Linked DNA regions of Danio rerio: region 2 is linked to region 1. A link is a contact called in public HiCAR-type data. All regions are on one chromosome and are shown on one strand. Each heading gives the region's core, a stretch centred on a gene start, on an enhancer-like site or on the middle of the called end of the contact. The rest is flanking DNA. Distances are from core to core; before and after follow the strand shown.

What was found. HiCAR-type assays count read pairs that join an accessible place to other places.
Region 2: a contact with region 1 is called in a HiCAR-type map of caudal fin, with 3 times the contacts expected there. The contact joins the promoter of slc39a7 here to the promoter of cratb in region 1. A contact is called at or near these places in 3 of 4 datasets of contacts at active chromatin or transcription factors (caudal fin, embryo and gastrula embryo).

The regions. Positions count from the first base shown.
Region 1 is chr19:21,059,913-21,066,523 of GRCz12tu, forward strand. It overlaps cratb (carnitine O-acetyltransferase b), which reads left to right and starts at 3,031. Exons shown (of 15, transcript NM_001004594.2): 1 at 3,031-3,326; 2 at 3,562-3,777; 3 at 4,673-4,791; 4 at 5,012-5,065; 5 at 5,292-5,457. The coding sequence starts at 3,276.
Region 2 is chr19:21,150,511-21,157,269 of GRCz12tu, forward strand. slc39a7 (solute carrier family 39 member 7) reads left to right here and starts at 3,250. Exons shown (of 8, transcript NM_130931.3): 1 at 3,250-3,433; 2 at 4,493-4,878; 3 at 6,540-6,708. The coding sequence starts at 4,498. It overlaps LOC141379056, which reads right to left and starts at 3,179. Exons shown (of 2, transcript XM_073931631.1): 1 at 3,046-3,179.

The DNA.
Region 1 (6,611 bases), core at 1,781-4,280:
CTTTTTGTCACTGATAGAATATTTGAAGCAGTGTTTTCACTTAAACTTTGACACAATTTTATGTCAGACATGGCACCCGTACCAGCAGCAGATTTTATATTGATTGTGTCACAAGTTTCATCATGAATTAATGAAAAGCTATTAAAATCAGAACATGTAAAGTAAAAAAAAAATTGTTTATCTCTATGTCATGTGACAATTACCCAACTTTAGAGAAGGGGTGATTAAGGGCATAATTCAATATAGATAAAGAGGGTTAAGCTACAGTATCAAAAGGTTTAGGAATCACTGGTTGAATCCCCTGGTCTTCTGCTGCTCTAGCCCATCCGCCTCAGGGTTGGACATGTTGTGTGTTCAGAGATGCTCTTCTGCAGAACTCTATTGTAACGAGTGCTTATTTGAGTTACTGTTGCCTTTCTATCAGCTAAAACCAGTCTGGCCATTCTCCTCTGACATCAACAAGGCATTTGCGCCCACAGAACTGCTGCTCACTATATAATTTTCTACGCTAGAGATTGTTGTGCATGAAAATCCCAGTAGATCAGCAGTTTCTGAAATATTCATACCACCCCATCTGGTTATATAATTTTATTTTATTATTATTATTATTAAGAATTTTCATTAACAATTTCATTAAGAAGAACTCTGCTGCAGAACTTTCTGCTGCAGTTTTTATTTATGTTCCTAGAAATAATGTTTATCGTGTCAAATAATGACAATTTATCTGTTGCTCCTGTTTACTGTAGGTTCTGTTCAGCAATATATTTGGTAACATAGGCCTTTATTAGAATTTTTAAAGGTTATATTAACGGTCCAGTTACTTGCAGCAGTTTACTTTTTTGAATTTTGACTGTATTTGGTTTAATGAAGTTTAATTTCATCTCAGTGTGATTAATGCCTTTGCTAAATGTTTTACTTAGATAAATAAGTGTTTTGGTTAAGTCTTAGATATAATTTCAAATTAATTAAAACAAATTTAAATTAAAGTGTCCCCTCAACCCTATTACAGTCTTCAACCCCGTCATTGTATTCTCAAACCTGTGAAATTATTTTTTTTGGAAAATAATAAAAGGAAAACAATTAAATATAGAAAAAATTATTGGTGAGTACCAACCACCATGTTAAGGCCTAACATTAAAAATATGTGGTTTGGGTTAGACATCTAAATTTAAACTAAATTTAAATTTAAAAGAGTCCACAGAATGCGTAAATTGTATAATTGTAACTTAAATCGCATATAAATCTAAAACTTATCAAAAATGTTATATTTTAGCCATTAACAACTCAGTTTTGTCCGTTACAGGGTTGAGAATAATGGGTGACAAATAAGAATAAAATAGAAAATAATATAAGGCTTTAATGCCTGAGGTGGAAAAATATGATTTTTTGAAAGTTTAAATTGTACCTAATTATGTAGGCTATTTAAAAATATAATAAATACACTTTTAAAAATTAGTTTGCTCAAGCTGAATAATACCGAACACCAGGAATGACCCTTATAAGTATTATTCCTTTTCCGATGACCTTAACTATTAATGTACAGGGTATTCTTAGGCAACTGTCAAATTTCCAGACCTTTCCCTGACTATAAAGCTAAATATCCATGTAAACCTATCCATATAAATATCGGAGCCTGAACATTATTTTGCTTGAATGTAATAGTCATTATGAGAGCAAAAATATAATTTATTATAATTATCCTCAGATTTGGAAAACAAAGAAAGAAAAGCAATCTAACAACCAGGCTTTGAAGTGGTCATCAGTGGTGCCCCCAGAAAATATTTTTAGGGGTGGCCAGAAGACGCCACACCAAATCTTGGGGTGGCACACCAAAAATAATGAATTCAGTGTAATGTTATATTTTTGTTTCTGGTAAATAATGTGGTTTTAGTTCATTTAATTAATTGCTATTGAAATAATGCAATTTATTCCTTAAAATAATTCAGGAAGTACTCATGCAAACCAAATAAAAAACAGTATTTAGTTTTAAAAACACTTTACATGTATATAAAGAGCTTTTCAGTTATTTTTTTCATACTTTTATTGTACACTATGCATTATATGCCATGTCTAAAATTAATAAAGATTAACAACAAACAAATTAACAAACTGAACAAAAGACAATACAACATGCACACGCACTTACTATACAGACCCTAATAATATAATTTATCCATATTCCTTTTTTTAATATTATTAAAACAGCTTCTTATATTGATATCTTAAGGTAAATATTAAATTGCCATTCATCTGGGAGGAGCAGTAAATCAGTTATGTCAGTGGCACCAATCAATCCACAAAAACTTAGTGGCTGCTATTTATTTATTTATTGAAATTGAAATATTGTAAATTTCTGCAAGTAGATTTAAATTTATAATATCAACAGCAAAATCCTATTTGAGTGGCCAGAATTTACATAAGGGTGGCCTGGTGGTCATTTTAGCCAAAGCTCTTGAAATTAATATTTCACTGGCTCGTTTGCCTTAAAATGGTGCTTAAAATAGTCTAACAGGCAAAAGATGAAAAAAATCGACAAACCATATGATAGCCTACATATGAAAACTGCTATTTCTGACAACCACGATTTGGACAAAATATAAATATACAATTCCTGACTTTCAATATCTGGAATAGACCATTTTAAATTTCATCATTTTTCAGAAATTGCATGACCCATTGTGAGGCCCTGGCATTAGTTTTAAATTAAATGTACTGTAAATTTTTTGAGAAAATGAAAAGTAAATCACCCCCCAAACAAAATGTAACAAAACTGTAATCAAGTGGCTTGATTATGCTACTTTTCTCTAAAACGGTAAGTTAAAAAAATCCAAATGTTTTTCTATATATGTCTGTCTGTTTGTGCACAGTAATAACTTAGGGTACTGTGAATGGCAATCAACAGAAAAGTTTTAGGCAAAGCCTAATATCAATTTTGACCGCTCCCAGCATCCGTACCGTAAACATACGACTAGACGTGCAAGCAAACAAAATACCGCTGGCCTCTGCATATTTTCAACTGGAATGAACGTACTCTTTTCCTCAATGCGAATATATACGAAAAACACGGCTGTAAACACTAAACATGTGTTGCATCGTACACACCCGAGCTTTGACGACTTTTAACTGACCAAAATGCTTCAACTGTTAGAAGTTTTTGTTGTTTTCTTTTTTGCCTAAGAAGTCGTCAGGGTTCTATAATACCAAAAACTGGACCTCGTGCACAATCGTATATTCTAGTTTTATATTTCGTCGTAAGTTATAAACAGCATAGAAAAATGCTTTTAAAGAGAATACCTGCAAGGCTCTGCTCTTCATTCATGATGAGGGTAAGTAACGTTATTGTGTGTAGGCATATAACGTTATTGTATGATTTTATTGGCACATGGACGTTTTGACGAAATTGATTATTTGAAAAACTAAGTAAAATCAATGATTTATGCACGTAATTACAGACGCAAACTACTTTTAGAGTAAAGACAAGTATAAGGGAAGTGACTTAGTAAGTATAAGTTATTTAAATGAAAACTAATATCTCACCTTTAGTCACTTTGTGTTCGCCAGGCCGTGCTGAGGCAGGCCCACTCCTCGGTCCCGTACCAGCCGGTTCCTCCTCTCGGCCAGACATTGCAGCGCTACTTGGCGGCTCTGGAGCCACTTTTGCCGGAAGATGAGCTCGAACACACTCGCAGGATCGTGCAGGAGTTTGGATGCGCTGGAGGCCTTGGGGAAAGCCTGCAGAGAGAGCTGATTAAACGAGCAAAACATTCTCACAACTGGGTGAGAACAGCACTGAATAAGCCGTGACTCAAATGTATTATTAAACAAAATTAGGCCAACGTTACCTTGGTAACTACATATCCTCATCTAATACAGTAAGTTTGAAGCTTATTTGGATATCCAGCATTAACGTACATACATAATTGCTGGATTATATTACACATTAAATGTTATTATTGTTTCACTAAGGACCTTTACTATAAATCCAGTTATTTTTTAGGGACGATTATGTGTACGTTATTGTTACATCCGTGAAAATTGCCTATAATTCTATCATGATTTACTCACCTTTCACTTGTTCCAAACCCGTGTTTATTCTCTGTTGAACACAAAAGAAGATAGTTTCAGGAATGTTGAAACTATAGCCATTGATTTCCATAAAAGTTAATATATATTCATGCATGAATGCGTGCATATTGTTCTGATTGGATAGCTATTCAACTGTGAATTGGTCAGAAGTATATATATATATATATATATATATATATATATATATATATATATATATATATATATATATATATATATATATAATGTGTGTGTGTGTTCACCCATAAGTTAACTTTGAATATTAAAGTAATATTAAATGACAGCATTGACAACAGCTACATATCATGCACTGCAACTGTGATGCCTCTGAGTGGGGAGGGAACAATCTACAAGGGAACAATCTTTTGTTTTCGTGAGAGTTGGTTACACCAGTGAATGTAAACCATTTACTGTTTTAAACAATGTCTTGTACGTATCAGTATGACAGAAATAGATTTATTTAGCCCAATGACATTATTCGTGGAGCCAGCCTTGTGAGCTTGTGAAGATGTTTTGCTGAAACACAAATGAAGTACAAAGACTATCATATATTTTGCTTGTTTTTTTTTTGTTTTATCTTTTCCAGATCTCAGATTGGTGGGTGCAGTGGGCATACCTGGAATGCAGGCAACCTTTGGCAGTGCATTCAAATCCAGCCATTTCTTTGCCGAAACGTGACTTCACAGACTGGAGAGGTCAATTAGTGTATGTAACGGTTTAGATTCCTCACACTTAAACAAACGTCCGTATAGAATTACTAATAGGAAAGTCCTCATACTTTTTACTTTCCATTCAAATGGTGCTAAAATAATATATTGCACATTTTAAATGTGTTTTTCAGTATCTGAAGCATTAAGGACAGTATAATTATTTCAATCTATAAGGTATGTTTCACGTCAATATACCTAAATTGTGTCTTGTGCAGGTTCGCATCAAAGTTAATAGCTGGTGTGCTCAACTTCAAAGCTGAAGTGGACAGGTTTGTTACTTGAATTTATGTCTGAAATCTATTTACAACATTAGCTTACAATGGTAGATCAACACATTTATTTCAGAGCACTTGTGCTAATTTAATCGCTAACATTTAACTAACATGTGTTTGCATGTTTCAGTCAAGCAGGGCCAAAACTAATAGCATGCGGTTATTTCTTAATATATCATACTGTGCCTGTCTGAACCTTAATATGATTTATTCTCTCGTCCAGTGGCAGGCTGGCCATAGAGTACATGCGTGGAAACCCATTATGTATGGAATTATTTCCAAAGTTGTTCTCCTCCTGTCGAATCCCAGGACCCAAACATGATCTTGTTGTTCATTATGGACGCCCACGTCGTGGCCCAGCTCACATTACTGTGGTCAGGAACTACCAGGTAACCCTGTTTATGTAAAATTATATTATCAAACACTACAACTCTGCAACAGTATCCTTCTGTATGTCTTTGTTTTTGTCCCTATCTGACTTAAGCAGGACTTGGGGATTTGGTCCCCCTGGGATTAGCAGTAGTGTAAAAATGACGTCAGCTAAAGCAACAAGGTTTTCTTGAAATAGTGGTGTTTACATGTGAAATATGAGCAGGTCATCGTTCATTAATGCCTGTGTATACAGAGAAGGAATCCCGGTATCACATGCAAGGAGACTGCCGGGGATGGTTCAAGGCCTTTTATCACAGCAGCTGGAATAACAGTGGACTGTAAAAGAGAACAAGATCTAAGTTACTTTCTTCTTTTTTTTTTTATCTTTTTTTTTATTTTTTGAGTAAAAAGCACAAATTCCTTATATGATAATCAAGTAAAGTCTGCTTGTTGTTGGTAAAATATAAAATGTTGTTGAGTATTTGACTAATTGTATATTTTTACATAATATTCCTAAAGTAACGCTAGTTTTTAAATAATATATTTATGTAATGATTATAGTAAAATAAACATTTAATATAACATTTTCTTATCTAATCAAATATAATTCAGCAATTTAATTTAGCTTTAGCTTATATAACAAGTGTCAAATCCAGTTCCTGGCAAGCTGCAGCTCTGCACAGTTTAGTTCCAACCCTAATTAAACACACACAATCAAACTAATTAAGTCCTTCAGTTTTGTTTGAAACCGACAGGTAAGTGTGTTAGCAGGATTGGAACTGGATTTGACAGCTGTGGCGTATATGAAAATACTGGCTGGAATTAAAATAATCCTCTACATGACAGATGAGTTTTTGACCTTTATTAGCATTTTTTTTTTCTCATAAAAAATGACGATAAGAGCGGAGCAATATGACATAATGCATAAATATGTATTAATGGTGTTAAATAAAATGTAGTCTGTATGTTTTGCATTTTATGTTATGATAGCTGTGAAGAGATGGCTGGCTGAGAACCGCTCCTTAATAAATTATTTTTTTAAAGATACCATATGATAAAAATCTGGAGAAACCTATGCATAGCTAAATAATAAGAGTTCAGTACATGGAAATGGCACACTGTGAGCTTTAAACACAATTGTACCCTCATTCTAATATGAATCTTGTGATTG
Region 2 (6,759 bases), core at 2,000-4,499, 91 kb after region 1:
GTCACCACAGCAGAATGAACCACCAACTTATCCAGCATACAGGTATGTTTCACGCAGCGGATGACCTTCCAGCTGCAACCCATCTCTGGGAAACACCCATACACACTCAATTACACACATACACTATGGCCAATTTTAGCATACCAAATTCACCTGTACCGCATGTATTTGGACTTATTTTTGTATTGTATTTTTTTGAAAAGCAATGCTTTGATAAATTTCTGGCAGATAGAACCTTATAATTCCAATCGGAAAATGACTTTTCAGAATAAGAAGCTTCTATCTGCATTTACCATGGTTTTTTACTCCAAATTGCAAATGTAAGAAAACTTTGATAATTTACATTTAGAGAGCCCTTAGGGTTTCTGTCATGTTAATGTATGAAAGAGAACTGTTACACACACACTGTTTGCTAAATGGACTGCAAAAACTTTGAAGCTCAATATCTCAAAATCATTCAGATAGAACCTTATAATTAATATATATAATATATTATTTAATATATATAAATAAATATATATATATATATATATATATATATATATATATATATATATATATATATATATATATATATATATATATATATATGTGTGTGTGTGTGTGTGTGTGTGTGTACAGTGATTGGACAATGAAACTAAAACACTGGCCAATGCAATGTTGGAGGTTTCATGGCTAAATTTGACCCGCCTGGAGGCCAATCTTCATTGAATGCAAATTTCACCAGTAAGAGCAGAGTGCAAAGGTTTAAGCGAAGTAATAGCACTATTTTGTTTAAAATTTTTGGAATGCACACAACATTATGGGTGACATATCAGAGATCAAAAGAGAACCAATTGTTGATGTACGCCTGGCGCATCAAGAGCCATGACATCCAGGGTATTGTCAGCAAACCACCAAGAAGGATGAACCGCATCCAGCAGGTGGACACAAAAGGAAGCTGTGTTAAAAAGATGTCCGCATGGGACCCAAATTGTATGCAAAATACATAAAACCATAGCTGCCCAACTCACTTCAGAATTTAATCTGCACCTTAACTGTCCTGTTTTCACCAAAACTGTTAATTGGGAGCTTAACAGGGTAAATATTAATGGGTGGGCTGCTTTAGCTAAACCTTTGGTTTCTCATGCCAAAGATGCCAGCAGCAGAAATCTTGGGCTGTGGACAATGTGAAACATACATTGTTCTCTGATGAGACACAAGAGCGTGCATGGCCAGAGCACAACCGAGACCACGCTCATTACAAAAACAAAGACATGGAAAAAGACAGGAAATATAAACTTAAACAGAGCACGTCATTTATGACAAGACACGACTAGTGTCTGGAATCTGCCACTAAAACAAAAATAAACAAGATCGAAGTGACAGAGTCCCCTAACGGGATGGATCAGTGATGATTTGGGCTGCAATATCATGGCATTGCCCTGGGCCCAATACTACAATGCTAGATGGGCACATCACTACCAAGGACAACTGAACCATTCTGGAGGACCATGTGCACTCAATGATTAAGCATGGTATGCTAAAGGCAGCGCAATGTATCAGGATGGTAATGCACCAATACACACAGCAAGACTGGTTAATACCTATCAGGATGCAGACTTGGATTTGCATACTGAGACTACATATTTCAGAAATGCAATATTAAACACAATGCACTTAATGGAGCTAGTGGAGTCACTGTGAGGGGTGGGGTTAAGTATGAGCATTAATAACACTGTATGCAGCTCACCTTGTAAGTGCACCAAGTCTGCATCCAGACCCCTCTCAGACTGGTGACAGAGTGGTTTGATGAACATGAAAGTGAAGTTTAAGAGCTTCCATGTCCCTCCCAGTCACCGGCTTTAAATATCATTGAGCCACTTTGGGGCGTTTTAATTATTATTTTTTTAATCAGTTAACATTTTAATCTGTCAAATGACATGCTACAGCATGCCTCTACCAGTGGGGCATGTTGTCACATTTCACTTCCATTCTTTTAGCGTAAATAAGGAAATAATTAGGGTAAAAGGTATTCTGTAAATATGAAACAAAACTAGACAAGAGTAAAATGAATTAGGACGAGAAAGATTTAATTCTGATCCCATATGTATATAAACTGAGCAAGTCAAAAGGTTTTCAGCTTTGTTCTGCTCTTTCTTACTTGCTTCCCAGATCCTACATTTTTGCATTAATAAATATAGACACAAATGAGACTAGGTTTTCAGAAAAGAGTAGTCAGAATATGTGGACTTCTGTTTACTGTCATGCAGTTATCTCTTATTGCGAATTATAAAAATGTATTTCAAAAACCACTATTATTATAAATTCTTTCTTTGTTTAAATGTTTATCACATAATTTAATATTTTTAAAAGATATGATAGTAGAAGACATAAAAACATAGAGAGCAGAGAAGGGAATAGAACAGGACTAAAAGGGGTCCTTCAGTTTCCCAGTACTGGGTTGCGGCTTAAAGGGCATCCGCTGCGTTAAACATTAGCTAGAATAGTTGGTGGTTCATTCCGCTGTGGCAACCCCTGATAAATAAGGGACTTAGTTAAAGGAAAATAAATGAATGAACGGTTATACATCTTATGTCAAATGCAATGTCTTGTGCTGAATGTGACTTCACACAATTGAGGCCAATGTGACATAAAGTGGCACAATTATGAGAAAGCTAAGAGACCATTTAAATTAAACTAAACAAAAAGGCAATTACAAAAAAGTTCCAGTTGTGGGGTATAGAGTCATAATGACAAGATTTAAGGTCATTGTTTCATGACTTTTTTTAATTACAACTCATGTTTTAATAACTCTCAGATAAAATACAGAACGAAAGCAAGTACAATCAAGACAGTAATTACATGACAGTAAGTAATGAATAAGTAATTGTGAAAAATTTTTCATTGAAAATTTCTCTAAATGTTAAGCTAGTGTCGTGCAAGTCCCCTTGCGCCCTCTGCAGGAATACTATGATTAAAGAGGAAAAGTGCATGCAAACATTTGTCTCTGGTGGATGAATTGCTGTTAGTATCAGCATATTCAGATTATTACATTAGACTTACCCGTCTACTCATGCAGCCTACAACAATGAGTGATACGTGTAAAACAATACGGATAATAAATAGTTTTTTTTTAAATGGTTCAGATTATGTGTGAGGTACACTTTTCGCATCCGGCTTGACGTGACTGGAATCTCGCGTTATTTCGTTGTTTTGTATCTTTTCGAACACACCTCCAAAGTATCGCGGGAATCAAATGTGTTGACTGAATGCCACGTCGGTTTGAGTGTGAGCAGCATCTTAACTGCTTTCACTCTTTACCAGAATAAGCTAATTTATATTAGTTTTCGCAGCTTATACCGTTGCTAGACGTGGATGCGGTTAGCAGATTGCTAACTTATTCAGTGCACGGTACTGGCGCGTGCTTTGGTTTTTTCGGCATCACTAGCAGGTATTTGCACGATGAGCATTGAGCTTTGTGAGACTGATCGTTTGTTTACTGTAACCTTACTGTCGCTGGTCTGTTCACTTCAGGTAGTTCTAACAGTTATTTGTTAAGGCTGCAGATTACTGTTAATTCTTTGCGAGAGCACAGATTCACCGTGATGAGGTCTGGATCACAGTTCATCTTTAACGTTTGAATGAAGTCGATGCATCATCAACAGATGCTTTTGTTATCTTTAACATTATCTTTGACTTGATTACTGTATATCTAGTGGTTTAAGATAGGCTCTGCAAATTTAATAAAATTCGTCGATACTCCAAATATACGTTGTTTTGGAAAAGCTGAGAATATCAGAATATAAGTTAAATCAATTTGACATCCTTAATACGTCATGACTATCTTCGTTGTGATCTGCTATTTTAAAACATTTATCTAAATGGGAACCGCTTTTAAACGCTTAACCGAAAGTATAGGCTTCTTGCATTAATTAAAATCCCTTCCCTTGTGGGATCCCTTCCTACTGTTAGCATTCTGTTACAAAGCGGAGCTAACTGTAGGAAGTGACTCGTGTGATTTCAGGATACTGTCTGCAATTTTACTAGCTCAATGTACGAGTTGTGGTGTAGAGTTTTCTGCAGTATGTCAGCTGCGGTATTTTTATCTTACACTAGCGTTCATGCAGTTTACATTTAACTTGTATTTTTTATCATAGTTATTCAATTGAAGTTAGTTTTGTGTGTATGATGCTTTTGACCATATACATCACATTTACCTCTAGATCGTTTCAAAAATTATCCAAAACTGCTCTAACATGGAGACATGTAGAACTAGTCAAGGCTAAGAAATGCTTAATCATACTTCAACATTAAAAGCAATGATTTCCAGTTCTGGCTCGTTAAAATAGTTTACTTGCATTCTTTCATACCTGTCAGTTGTAACCTAAAGACTGTCAAGTAACTACCCAGAACAAATAACTACTTGCAATAAAAAGTGAATTAATTGTAATGCAACTGAATATTCGGTGTGGCTTGTGTGAGTTCAAAAACATTGTTTTTTTCTGTTTAGGAACAATGAGGGTCTTTAGCAAATCGCTATTGCTGATTGCTGTTGGCATTTTAATGTCCCAGCAGACACTGGCTCACTCCCACCATCATCATGGACATGGTGATGGTGGATGCCATGGTCACTCACATGGTGGAGCGAAGATGCATCACGGGGCAAGCAAATGGAGTGCTGAAGCTAATCTGCCTCATGCTGAAGAGGAGCATCACGTACACGATCACGGGCACACACATAATCATGCACACGATCACGGGCATGCACACAGTCATGGAGACATTCATGATCATGGACATGCACACAAGCATGGACACGCACACGATCATGGAGCTGAGAAATCGAAGAAAGTTGTGGAAGCAGGCAAACGGAACATGGTGGAGCTCTGGATGCAGGTGAAACATGCTGATGAATAAGTGCAGATTAATAGATTCCCACTTGGGTTATTGTGAAACATTTGATACTGTATGTCAATAGTGAAGTGTTTTTTTATATTTAGTACCTATTCAAAATTAATTCAAAGTTTATGAATCATTTTCTTTACACCAATATTACTTTTAATAGGGTATATGGACAGGTTGTATTTGTATACGCACATATTGCAAAAAATATATCTTATTCCGGCCAAAACATTATAATAACAATTTATATTAATTGTAGAGTAATAAGGTACTTCTGACCTACCATCATTTTATAAATAATTCATAGTTTATTAATTGTGTTTTACATTAATGTATACTGTTAAAAGTACTTTTTATTAGCTCATATGCAAAGACTCTTCTTTTATGAAATATCTTTTTATTTTGTTTGTGTATTATAATTATAAGTCTAATCAATCTTAACACATTTTTAATACACATATAGTTCCACATAAACATGGAAACAATACAAATACTCAATTCATAGTATTAGTCGATTTATTTATTTTTTTTAATTATTAGCAAGATGATTTTATTTATTTTTATTTAAAACCGGTGACTTGTTTACTTAAAAACAATGTGTTTGCTAGTATTGTAAGTTAACAAATTATTCTTTAATTGGTTCATAATTAAACAGTTAAACAATGTGTTATCTTTTATTAATAACTCAATAATCATACAACATGGTATAGTGGTATAAACTGATTAACCACAACAGAATAGTCCAGGGCAGATACTTGGAGCAAAGAAAAAAACAGGTTTACAAATTATTTACATTTTAATGTTTTTTTTTTTTTTTCTTAACAAATTCTTATATGCCTGGGTAATTTTAAATTTAATTGTGTGATCTTTTGGATGGTATTTTATATGGCTCATGCAAGATTATAAACTAGGGCTGGGTGATTAATCGAAATAGTCATTCAGAACCTATAATTGATCACATTTTTCTAGGTCAATTTTTTTTCATTTTCTTTTCCTACCCTGTGTGGAGTCACGCTGTTAAGGCTTAATTCTACTTTTTATATCATGATTTATAATTTTTTATGTTATAATTATTATTTTTCTGTCAAGGGCACGTGTACAGTCCAGAGCAGCCTTCACATACCCGTTCACCTCTCAAAAAAAAAAGTACTTGCATGTCATAACGACGTTTAACGCAAGCTTTGTGGTTGGTTGGTTTGGTAGCGGTAATGAAGGTGGGTGGCACAGAGAACCGCATTTTAGGGTATGTGCATTTTAATTTTAGTTGTTTAGCATTGAAGTGCTATAAATAATACAAATAAAATAAAACTTGTCAGTGAACTATGAGGGCAAAAACATAAAATAAAAAATAAAATAATTATTCATTATTCGAATAAAAATTTAGATTTTAGGCCAAATTTCCCATCCATATTATAAAGTGTTGGATGATTTAAAATTGAAGAAAATAATCTGCTGATTAAAATGTCAGTCAAAGTTTAGATTGCTATAACATTGACCAAAACATGTTCCAAAAGTCATTTTATTGAAATAAGATGCTGTTGAAAATTATGAGTGCCATGTTTAATTGGTCTAAAGAAACACTGTGGATGACTAGATCTCAACCATGGCTTTAAGAAACTAAGCTTTTTTTTTTCTTTCTTTCTTTGTTTTTATAGGCCATTGGAGCCACCCTGCTCATTAGTGCTGCACCATTTCTGATACTCTTCCTCATTCCAGTACAGTCAAACACTGACCAGCACCAGAACCTGCTTAAAGTGCTCTTGAGTTTTGCATCTGGTGGTTTGCTTGGAGATGCATTCCTTCATCTCATTCCTCATGCACTGGGTAAGTGACTGGACAGAGGTCAATCCATAGTAACATATTGTCTCACATAAC